Linked DNA regions of Zea mays: region 1 is linked to region 2. A link is a contact called in public Hi-C data. All regions are on one chromosome and are shown on one strand. The core of a region is the stretch at or near the end of the contact, and the rest is flanking DNA. Distances in the headings are between cores, read along the strand shown. Region 1 holds the start of LOC100279618. Region 2 holds the start of LOC100282861 (L-allo-threonine aldolase).

What was found. Hi-C and Micro-C count contacts between places; a contact is called where the count stands out from the background.
Region 1: a Hi-C map of ear shows a contact between it and region 2, with 2.8 times the contacts expected there. The contact joins the promoter of LOC100279618 here to the promoter of LOC100282861 in region 2. A contact is called at or near these places in 3 of 25 Hi-C or Micro-C datasets (ear, leaf and tassel).

The regions. Positions count from the first base shown.
Region 1 is chr10:133,358,059-133,363,180 of Zm-B73-REFERENCE-NAM-5.0, forward strand. LOC100279618 reads left to right here and starts at 3,359. Exons shown (of 10, transcript NM_001152614.1): 1 at 3,359-3,807; 2 at 4,220-4,340; 3 at 4,443-4,628. The coding sequence starts at 3,574.
Region 2 is chr10:133,166,178-133,171,345 of Zm-B73-REFERENCE-NAM-5.0, forward strand. It overlaps LOC100282861 (L-allo-threonine aldolase), which reads left to right and starts at 3,918. Exons shown (of 9, transcript NM_001155767.1): 1 at 3,918-4,575; 2 at 4,668-4,779; 3 at 4,932-4,982; 4 at 5,078-5,149. The coding sequence starts at 4,130. LOC100383946 reads left to right here. Exons shown (of 2, transcript NM_001176563.1): 2 at 473-1,355. The coding sequence ends at 1,185.

The DNA of each region.
Region 1 (5,122 bases), core at 2,109-4,608, 190 kb after region 2:
ACCCGAATGTTGTTCTTCCGCCACGTGGGGAAGACATCGTCGATTCCGCCGCCGGCGGGCGGGTTGTCGGCCGCCATTGTCGCTGTCGCGCGGCGGGGGAAGGAGTATCATGTCGTAGCTGCCGTCGAGGGACATGAACTCAAGACTCCCGAAACGGAGCATCGTCCCGGGCTGGAAAGGTTGCTGGAGACTACCCATCTGGAGCTTGACGGGAAGCTGTTCGTCAACACGCAGCAGGCCCCTACCTGGCGCGCCAACTTTCGGCGTTTCGACCCCCGGGGGGGGGTCCCTGGACCGACGAGTAAATTGTCGTCGCGTGCCCCAGCCCAGATGGGTCGGCGCGAGACGGAGCGCGAAGGGGGGTGAAAGCCGGAGGGAGGCAGTCACAAAAGGGGAAACCCGCGGCCTTCGTGTTTGTCCCGCACCCAGGTCGGGTGCGCTTGCAGTAGGGGGTTACAAGCGTCCGCGCGAGAGGGAGCGAGAGGCTTATGCGCGCGCCGTCTCGTCCTTCCCCGCGCGGCCAACCCTCTGTAAGAGGGCCCTGGACCTTCCTTTTATAGGTGTAAGGAGAGGGTCCAGGTGTACAATGGGGATGTAGCAGCGTGCTAACGTGTCTAGCAGAGAGGAGCTAGTGCCCTAAGTACGTGTCGTCGTGGCAGCCGAAGAGGTTTTGGCACCCTGTTCGTGTGGTGTCGTGGCCGTCGGAGGAGCGCTGGAGCCTGGCGGAAGGACAGCTGTCGGGGCTGTCGAGTCCTTGCTGACGTCTCCTTGCTTCCGTAAGGGGGCTGAGAGCCGTCGTCGTCATGGAGCATGCGGGGCGCCATCATTGTTTGTTTTACTGGGGCGAGCCAGATGGGACGCCGGTCTTGTTCCCCGTAGCCAGAGCTAGCTAGGGGTAGGGTAATGATGGCTCCTCCTGTGGCGTGGTCGGTCCGAGCCCTAGGTTGGGCGAGGCGGAGGCTCCTCTGAGGTCGAGGTTGAGTCTGTCTTCCGAGGTCGAGGTCGAGTCCGAGCCCTTGGGTCGGGCGAGACGGAGACCGTCGGCTGAGGCCGAGGCCGAGTCCGAGCCCTGGGGTCGGGCGAGGCGGAGTTCGTCGTCTTTCGGGGCCAAGCCCGAGTCCGAGCCCTGGGTCGGGCGAGGCGGAGCTTCCTATGGCGCCCGAGGCCGGACTTGGCCGCTGTCAGCCTCACTTTGTCGAGTGACACAACAGTCGGAGCGACGCGGGCGACGTTGTCTTCTTGTCAGACTGGTCAGTGGAGCGGCGAAGTGACTGCGGTCACTTCGGCTCAGTCGACTGAAGGGCGTGCGTCAGGATAAGGTGTCAGGCCACCTTTGCATTAAATGCTCCTGCGATACGGTCGGTCGTCATGGCGATTTGGCCAAGGTTGCTTCTAGGCGAAGACCGGGCCTCGGGCGAGCCGAAGGTGTGTTCGTTGCTTGAGGGGGCCCTCGGACGAGACGTAGATCCTCCGGGGTCGGCTGCCCTTGCCCGAGGCTGGGCTCGGACGAGGTGAGATCGTGTCCTTGAGTGGATCAAGCCTTGACTTAATCGCATCCATCAGGCCTTTGCAGCTTTGTGCTGATGGGGGTTACCAGCTGAGATTAGGAGTCTTGGGGGTACCCCTAATTATGGTCCCCGACACTAAGCTAAAACCCAAACCCTAATGTGGTGGTGACTATTGTATATCTAAGGGTTAGGGACTTGCAAGGCACTTGGATGCATCTTCGACAAACTCCGGCATGATACATGGCCAAAGAAGCCGAAAGATAATGATGCAACACCGAATCAGATTCCAAATGCTAACTTAGGGCGTGTTTGACATGACTCTGTTCCACCCTAGAGCAGCTCTACTCTAAAACTCTGGGTAGAGCAGCTCTGCTCCAGAGTTTAGATTGTTTCTCATAACCGGTGACAGTGGCGGGTAAATAACTCTAAACTCCATGACTAGGTTGCTTTTTTTTGGAGTTTTCGGAGCAGAAAAGAGGTACTCCAAAAAAATTTACTGCAGCTCAAAAAACTCTATAAAGTTTACAACTCTAGAGTTAGAGTGTTTGGCATGCTCTGGCCATCTCCTCCTTAGAGTTTTGCTCTGGAGTCATGCCAAACATATCCTTAATTAACTTATTTATATTGATTCCAATTTTTTTAAAGTCTAGCTGGATTTAAAAACTTATCTTCTTAGCTTTCCATGCGTAAATGGAGTCATTATGTGTCCTATGCATTAATTCCAATGTAGTCTAGTCATGGAGTTTGAAGTAGAATCAAAGTCGAATTGAGTTTGTACTACTCTCACGTGATGCAGACGTACTAGCTAGTCCTCTTCAACTCTCCAACCTTTTTCAAGTCCTTATTGATACACTCTAAGGTTTCTAATCAATAAAACATACGCTCTATCAATCATAAGGTTAGAAAAATAATTGGCTAGATAAGAACATACCTAAAGATTCATGACATGCTTGCGCTTTTATAACTAGGTCTTGTAATATATAAAAGGTGATGACCTCGTTATCCTCTCCTTATAGCGAGTTTTCTAACCACTCGTCCCTGTTCCCTTCAACAACTCATTCCCAACTATCAATGTTTCTGATCGCTCTTCTCACTTACCCTACCTCCTATCATCTGAGGACATCTCCAGCGGAGCATGGAAATGGACTTGTATTGTAGACTATATTATTAATATAGAGTAGAGTTTGAAACAGGAAATAAGATAGAGGGTAGAGTAAGGAGGCTGGTGGAGATAGTCGGAATGTGGCTTGTTTAGTATCTGTGTGTGACTGCTCCATAAATTTCACTGTGGATCTCGATCCGACTTCTTTCTTCCAACCGTATCTTGTTTAGAGTCTGTTCGTGACTGCTCCACAAAATTTACTATGAAGATGAAGTTCTTGGAGCATTCCTTCGGATACTCTCGTACCTCTATTTCTAGCATAATTCACGTGTTTAGCAAAAAAAAAGGAGCAAAGGTAACAAAAATGTAGAGTAGAGGCGTCCTAAATATGGTATTAGTAAAGGAAGAGATGGGATGACGAGTAGATTTTTTGTGTCATTGTTTGTTGGAATGAATTTGAGAGCTCTAATATTTGAGAGCTGCTGCTGTAGTAAAATAAATAAAATGGTAGTGCATTACAAAAGGGCCAAGAGTCAGCTGCACCGGCCTGGCCCACTAGAAACTCGCCCCGCGAGATGGCGCAGCTGTCACCCTCTTTGGTTTCTGCGTTGCGCTTTCGGCGAGTTTCGTCTAGAAATCCCGTCGGGCCCTCGGCCGCTTTCCTCCTCCCCCGATCCAATCTGTCGTCCAGACATCAGCGAAATGACGACCTGCTTGCCGTCTGCCGCTCTGAGAACTCCAATTTGGACGCGCCGTTTGACCGAATACTGATCTCCGCATTCCAACGCTCAAACACCACCCGGGCGGCTGCGCCCCCAACTCCCCCCGTCCGCCCAACGCCCATCCCCCAAAAGGCTCCGATCTGATTCCGAGCCCCGCCAGGCGCCAGCCTTCTCCCGCCGCGTCGCACGTGCGCCCCACCCCATACTCACGCTCGAGCCGCGATCCCATCCGGGGGTTCCGATGCGGTCGCCGGCGCTCCTGGCCGCCGCCCTAGCCGCGGTGGCACTCCTAGCTGCCGGTGCCGGATTCGCGGTGGCCGCGACGGAGGAGGCCTACGTCACGCTACTGTACGGCGACGAGTTCGTGCTCGGCGCGCGCGTCCTTGGGAAGTCCCTCCGCGACACCGGCACGCGGCGCGACATGGTTGTGCTCGTCTCCGACGGCGTTTCCGAGTACTCGCGGAAGCTCCTACAGGTCTGCTGAAGCTCCGATCACTGTAATTTAGTATGGAAATTTTATCTCATAGCTGAATTGGGTAGCTCCCTGAAGTATCTGCGCTGGAGTTCTTAGCTGCGAGGTCATTATTGAGGCCGTTGATGCTCATTTTAGAGCTAATCACTGATCTCCGCTGTCTGATTGATCAGAGTTTTGGGAAGGCTTCTACTGAATTTTGTGTCACTAAGTGGTGTGGAGCTGGATGAGGATCTCTCCTTCTTTTTTCCCTACTGTTGATCTCATGATTTGATCCCCGTACATCTACACATACTAAAATTAGTTCCAGGATGTTAGTAGCTTTTATGTTTTCTTGAGTTCGGACATTCAAGTCATGTAGATCTTGTGCCAGTCTGATGTGGTAGCGAAGCTGACCTTGCATATATTTCATCAGGCAGACGGTTGGATCGTGAATCGTATAACGTTACTGGCTAATCCTAATCAATTTAGGCCAAAGAGGTTTTGGGGCGTCTACACCAAGCTGAAGATATTTAACATGACAAGCTACAAAAAAGGTATGCTTTTCAGTTATTTTTCTAGTTCATCGTTATATGTCTCTGTATCATGGCCTTTACTTTGTTTTTGTTCATTGTTCTAATAGAATGCTGCCTTTCCAGTTGTTTACCTTGACGCAGATACTATAGTTGTGAAAAGTATCGAGGATCTTTTCAAGTGTGGCAAGTTTTGTGGAAACTTGAAGCATTCTGAAAGAATGAATTCTGGTGTGATGGTTGTTGAACCCTCTGAAACTCTTTTCAATGATATGATCAAAAAAATGGATCAATTGCCTTCTTACACAGGAGGTCAGTGCTCTTCTTTTCTTCTGTGTGTTCCTTTTTTTAGATAACATAATTCCTTTCTGAGAAGGCCATAGTACTAGTCAAAATATTCCCTTTTATTTATTATCTTCTTGAAAGCATATTAATTAACAATAAACAGCTCATACATGTCTAAGAACTTATGATATGATGTTAATTGTTACATGACAGATCTGTTGTGGAGTATAGAAATAGCTAATTATCTTCAAATAGTAATTACATACAATGTTGAGAAAATAAGATCTCGCTGCCTATAGAACTAACCTAAGGGCACAGCGGCCAATGAAGTATTCAAGCACTCTATGGCCTGCCACACCAGCCTCCATGGCAATCTTTCTGCAAGTTTTTCATCAGCAGCACTTCTTCAGACTTCAGCTCTCTGTTGTGCCATTGCTGATGGAGAAACATCATTTCCAGTAATCAAGTTCATGGCTGCAAATGAACATTTTTCATGCTTTAACAGAAACATATCCTACACC
Region 2 (5,168 bases), core at 2,668-5,167:
TCGATGCATGGTGGAGCCGTGTTTTCCTTCTTTCAAACCCGATGTTGATTGGACGACTAGCCACCTGCTAGTTACATATACGTTGATGCTGTAAACTAATGTTACATATGCATCTGCAATAATGATCCTTCATCAATATATATTCCATCTGCACCTGGTGTGATCTCTTTCAAGAATGAATTGATTGATCCCCAGCGCAAGCGTCTCTCTTATATTACTCTCGATCGTCACCATCTTTGATGGCGCCCTAGCTTCAATAATATCCGGTCCACTTTCTAGCTATAGCTATAGCTATACGTACGTCACATGAGTAACACTCACGCGATATGATTCTCTCTTTCAGTTCCTTCCAAGTTTCAATGACCGATCGTCGATCACTTATCTGCCTAATTAACACGTTGAATTAAACAAATAAATTTGCTCTATATACTTATTATATGTATATATGGTGTCTCGATCGATATGATATCAGACGCGGCCAAGCTGACGGCGAGCGAGTGGTACTTCTTCAGCTTCAGGGACCGCAAGTACGCGACCGGGCCGCGCACGAACCGCGCCACCAAGACGGGCTACTGGAAGGCCACCGGCAAGGACCGCGAGGTGCGCGACCCGGCCGCCCGCGCCGTCGTCGTCGGCATGCGGAAGACGCTCGTCTTCTACCAGGGCCGTGCCCCCAGCGGCGTCAAGTCATGCTGGGTCATGCACGAGTTCCGCCTCGACTCGCCGCGTACGACGACGACGCCACCGAAGGAGGACTGGGTGCTGTGCAGGGTGTTCCAGAAGCGGAAAGTCGACGGCAGCGAGCAAGACAACGGCGTCTCCCCCTCGCCGCCGGTCTTTGCCGGCGCATCGCAGTCGCAGGGGGTCGTCCTGCCGCCGGACCAGCCCTGCGTGGTGGACGCGTACGTCGTGGTAGACCAGCCGGGCTCTTCTTCCGTCGGACTCGCGCCGCCGCAGGAGAACCTCGGTAGCGGCCTGGACGCGTTGCTGACGAACGGAGCGATGTGGCAGTACACCTCGTCGGTCTTCGGTCACTTGTTGCCGCAGGAGGCGACCAGCTCCCCGCCGGTGATGGACCTAGGCTCCAGGGGAGGAGAAGGAGGAGACTACGGGTGCAGCTTCTTCTACGACAGCAGCTTCGAGGACATGGCCAACATCGGGTTCCGACAAGGGTGGATGGGCTGATCCAGGACCAGGAAGCACACGTACGTGCGTGCAGTCATGCGATATGGAATGTGCATTTGTGAAGGAAGTGATTGAATTAATTGATTCCATTAGTAGTAGCACCCTCTAGTGTTGTACAGTAGGTACGTATATAGTGTGAGATTAGATTATTATTGGGAATTGTTAGAGTGCACCGGCCTCTCAAATCCAAAGAAGTAACAGCGGAAAGAAAAGCTAGTAGCTAGAGCACACATGTATATATTTGCACAAGGTAGATGGTTTGATCAACCGCATGACACGGCAATTGTATATATGTATCTCTCCACCCCTACTATACCATGTTTGTAAATAAATCAATATAAATCAATTCAAGGACATGCATGTGTATGGCACACCAACTCCCTACTACCATCTTCATATGAGGGGGACATATTCCGTGTACAAGATCAACTTAATATGAGAAGGAAAAACTTTAACAGTTCTCAGTACCTCTGTAGCAATATCAGAGTCATTTATGATCAGAGTTTGCATCTCTATCTCAGTTAAGCTTTTGTGAGTTATTTATTTCTTATCTAGGTTAAATGTTTGTTTTCCTATTTTAGCTTACTAGGCTACCGTTAGGATTGGAACATAGATTGTATAACTATTTACGGTGTAACAACACACTTAGTTAAAATTACAGTTGCACATGGATAGTTTATTTATTGTATTAGTTTTGACTAGACAAGAATTAGAGCCTTTAGTTGGTGAACTAGAGTTTTAAGTTACATAATTTACTCCCTTTTAGGTATCTTCATTCAAAGTTCATAATTTACTCCCTTTTAGGTACCTTATATAGTCCATCAGATAACCCTGCTTAATCTTCATTTTTGCTATCGAACCATTTATAAGCTTCATACCTACACACCATAAGGCAAGAAACATATTGCACAACATTACCCTCACACCCTGTTTGGATCATTGGAATTGAATTCCATTTTAATAATAGTAATTATGACATATGTCAATTAAGCTAATTTAGTTTTATGCAAAATATATTTGTATACTATTATTAGCAAGATAACAGAGATATTTGTGCTACATTTTTACTATAGAGGAGTGAGACGAAGAGTGTCATGTAAGTTACAGAGTAGAAACAAATTTTACTAATGCATAAAAATCATTTTCCATCCTCCATCTCATGAATTTGAGATAAGCTTATATCTAAACTTTGGAAAGTGGTGGAATGTCAAATTCCAAACTAAGGGCCCCTTTGGCAGGGCTCTGGCTTCTCCAAAAACGGCTTTGGCTCTGGCTCACGAGGTGAAACCACTTCTTTAGATGAGCCAAAGCCATTCTGAAAAATCATTTGGCAAAACGGCTTATAGGTTGTTTTTCAGAAAGACTCTTGTATAGTTTATCTCTCCTGTACGTGGCTAGGGATTGAGGGCAGGACCAAAAAAAATAATTTGGACTGGTGGGAGGGCTATTGTACAAAAATGACGTGAGCTGAAGCCGGGTGAGCCACTTTTTTTGGCTCATGCCCTCTAGTTCATTTTGGAAAAACACTTCACTGGTGAAGCCATTTGAAAAAGAGGTGTTTGGCACAACTTTTGCATGAGCCAGAGCCGAAGCTGAAAAATAAGCCCTACCAAAGGGGCCCTAAATAAGTTATTTTATTAAGTGAATTTTAATTCCTCTAAAATGAAGGGATCCAAACGCCCCCTCACACTAAAACCATAAAATTCAATCATAACCAACCATCTTCTTAATACTTACTCATCATACTTTAATATCATGGCATGTCTCAACCATGAGCATGCAGCAGTCGTTGCCAGTAGGGTTGGAAACGAGCCGAGCCGAGCTCGATTCGACTCGATTCAGTGCGGCTCGTTGACAGACCGAACTTGGCTCAGTTCGTTCACTTAACGAGCTAAAAGAGGAGGCTCGGAGTTGGCTCACGAGCCGGCTCGACTCGCGAGCTGGATCTTAATAAATAATATTGCATTATATATTAATTTAATAATATATAAATATAAAAAATATAATCATCATTCAACATTATAAGTGAAATTATCCATTATCCATTGTTATTGTATAGTTTGATTAATTTGGCACAACTCGCGAGCTGGCTCGGCTCGGTGGACCAACGAGCTCGAAAACGAGGCTCAGCTCGACTCATTCGGGGCTCACAAGCCGCTCTGAGCCGCCCGAGCTTAAGCCGGTTCGCGAGTTTCGAGTTTTTTTTTTTTTTTGCCCTAGTTGTCAGTGCATCATCGCTAGTGCCGGTAACCAATTTGGATGGGCTGTATGTCTGTATGGGCTGAAAATGGTTTTGGTGGGCTGAAAGTTGATCTAACCGATGGAATAGATAGGATGTGCTGCCTGGCCTACCGGCTTCCGTCACAACCCTTTGCTTGTAGGCCGAACTTGTACGGTGGGCCTCTTCCTCACTACTAATAAATTATGCATTTGGAGGGCGACGAAACGATGCCGTCACAACCCTTTGCTTGTCAGTCATCTGTCTGGTGCCGACTGCTGGACCCCTCTTTGTTTGTGCCTGGAGGCTGGACCGCTGGAGCCCTGCACAGTGTACAGTGACGTTGTCCTCTTTGTCTGGATCTCGAGACTTCTGTGTGCTGCGATTGCGACGAATTAAAGAAACAGGTCTGTAGTAGCAACTAGCAAGTGCAGTCCGCATCATCGTCCTCATTGATCATCGTGGTCGTCATCATCATACCATACAGAGAATATGCATGGTTTGTGGTCCTTCTAACAGCGCGAAACATCTGTCAGTTTTCCTTCAAAAATGGAAAAGCGAAGGCAAAACCAAAGTTTGTTGTGGGAGTGGGACGTGACACCCCGCACACATCAGTTCATTTCAGTTTCAGCAGGTCAGTTTTCGTCCTGATACTCTGTCGCTGCAGCGGTGCCGGTGCAGCGCTAGCTGCAGTTGGGTTGCGGCCGCAGAGCAGCAGCAGGAAGGATGGCGACCAAGGTGGTGGTGGACCTGCGGTCCGACACGGTCACCAAGCCTTCCGAGGCCATGCGCGCGTCCATGGCCGCGGCCGACGTCGACGACGACGTCCGGGGCGCGGACCCGACCGCGCGCCGCTTCCAGGAGGAGATGGCGGCGCTCATGGGCAAGGAGGCCGCGCTCTTCGTCCCGTCGGGGACCATGGGCAACCTCGTGTCCGTCCTCGCGCACTGCGACGTCCGCGGCAGCGAGGTCATCCTCGGCGACGACTCGCACATCCACCTCTACGAGAACGGCGGCATCTCCACCCTCGGCGGCGTGCACCCTAAGACCGTCAGAAACAACTCCGACGGCACCATGGACATCGACAGCATCGTCGCTGCAATCAGGCCTCCCGGCGGTGGCCTGTATTACCCGACCACCAGGCTCATCTGCTTGGAGAACACACATGGGAAGTGAGTTTTCTGATGCCGATCTTGCTGGTGAAAAGTACATTGTTTTTTTTTACCTACGTCGTGTGTTTGTTACTGGCTTACTGCTTCTGCAGTTCCGGAGGGAAGTGTTTATCCGCAGAATACACTGAAAAGGTTGGCGAAATTGCCAAGAGTCATGGCCTGAAGCTTCATATCGATGGAGCTCGCATTTTCAACGCCTCTGTGGTCAGTAGTACGGTGTCATTGTTGGGTCTTAAGATATCTATTTTATATAGGATTGAGATCTTATGTCTATATACTTTGCCTCTTCGCTTAGAAATTCCTAGACATCTGCGCATGCTTCCAAGCATCGTAATCCATTATTTTCGTTGTGCCAGGCACTTGGAGTTCCTGTGGACAGACTTGTGAGAGCTGCAGATTCAGTTTCGGTACGTTCCAAATCAGCTACGCTGCTTACATGTGAATGGACTACAGATACATGTATCATGGTGCTTCTATTCCTCTTTGAAAACTTAAACTTCAGGTATGCATTTCTAAAGGTTTAGGCGCCCCCGTTGGATCAGTTATTGTTGGCTCGAAGGCCTTCATCGACAAGGTCTGTTGATTTGTGTTCC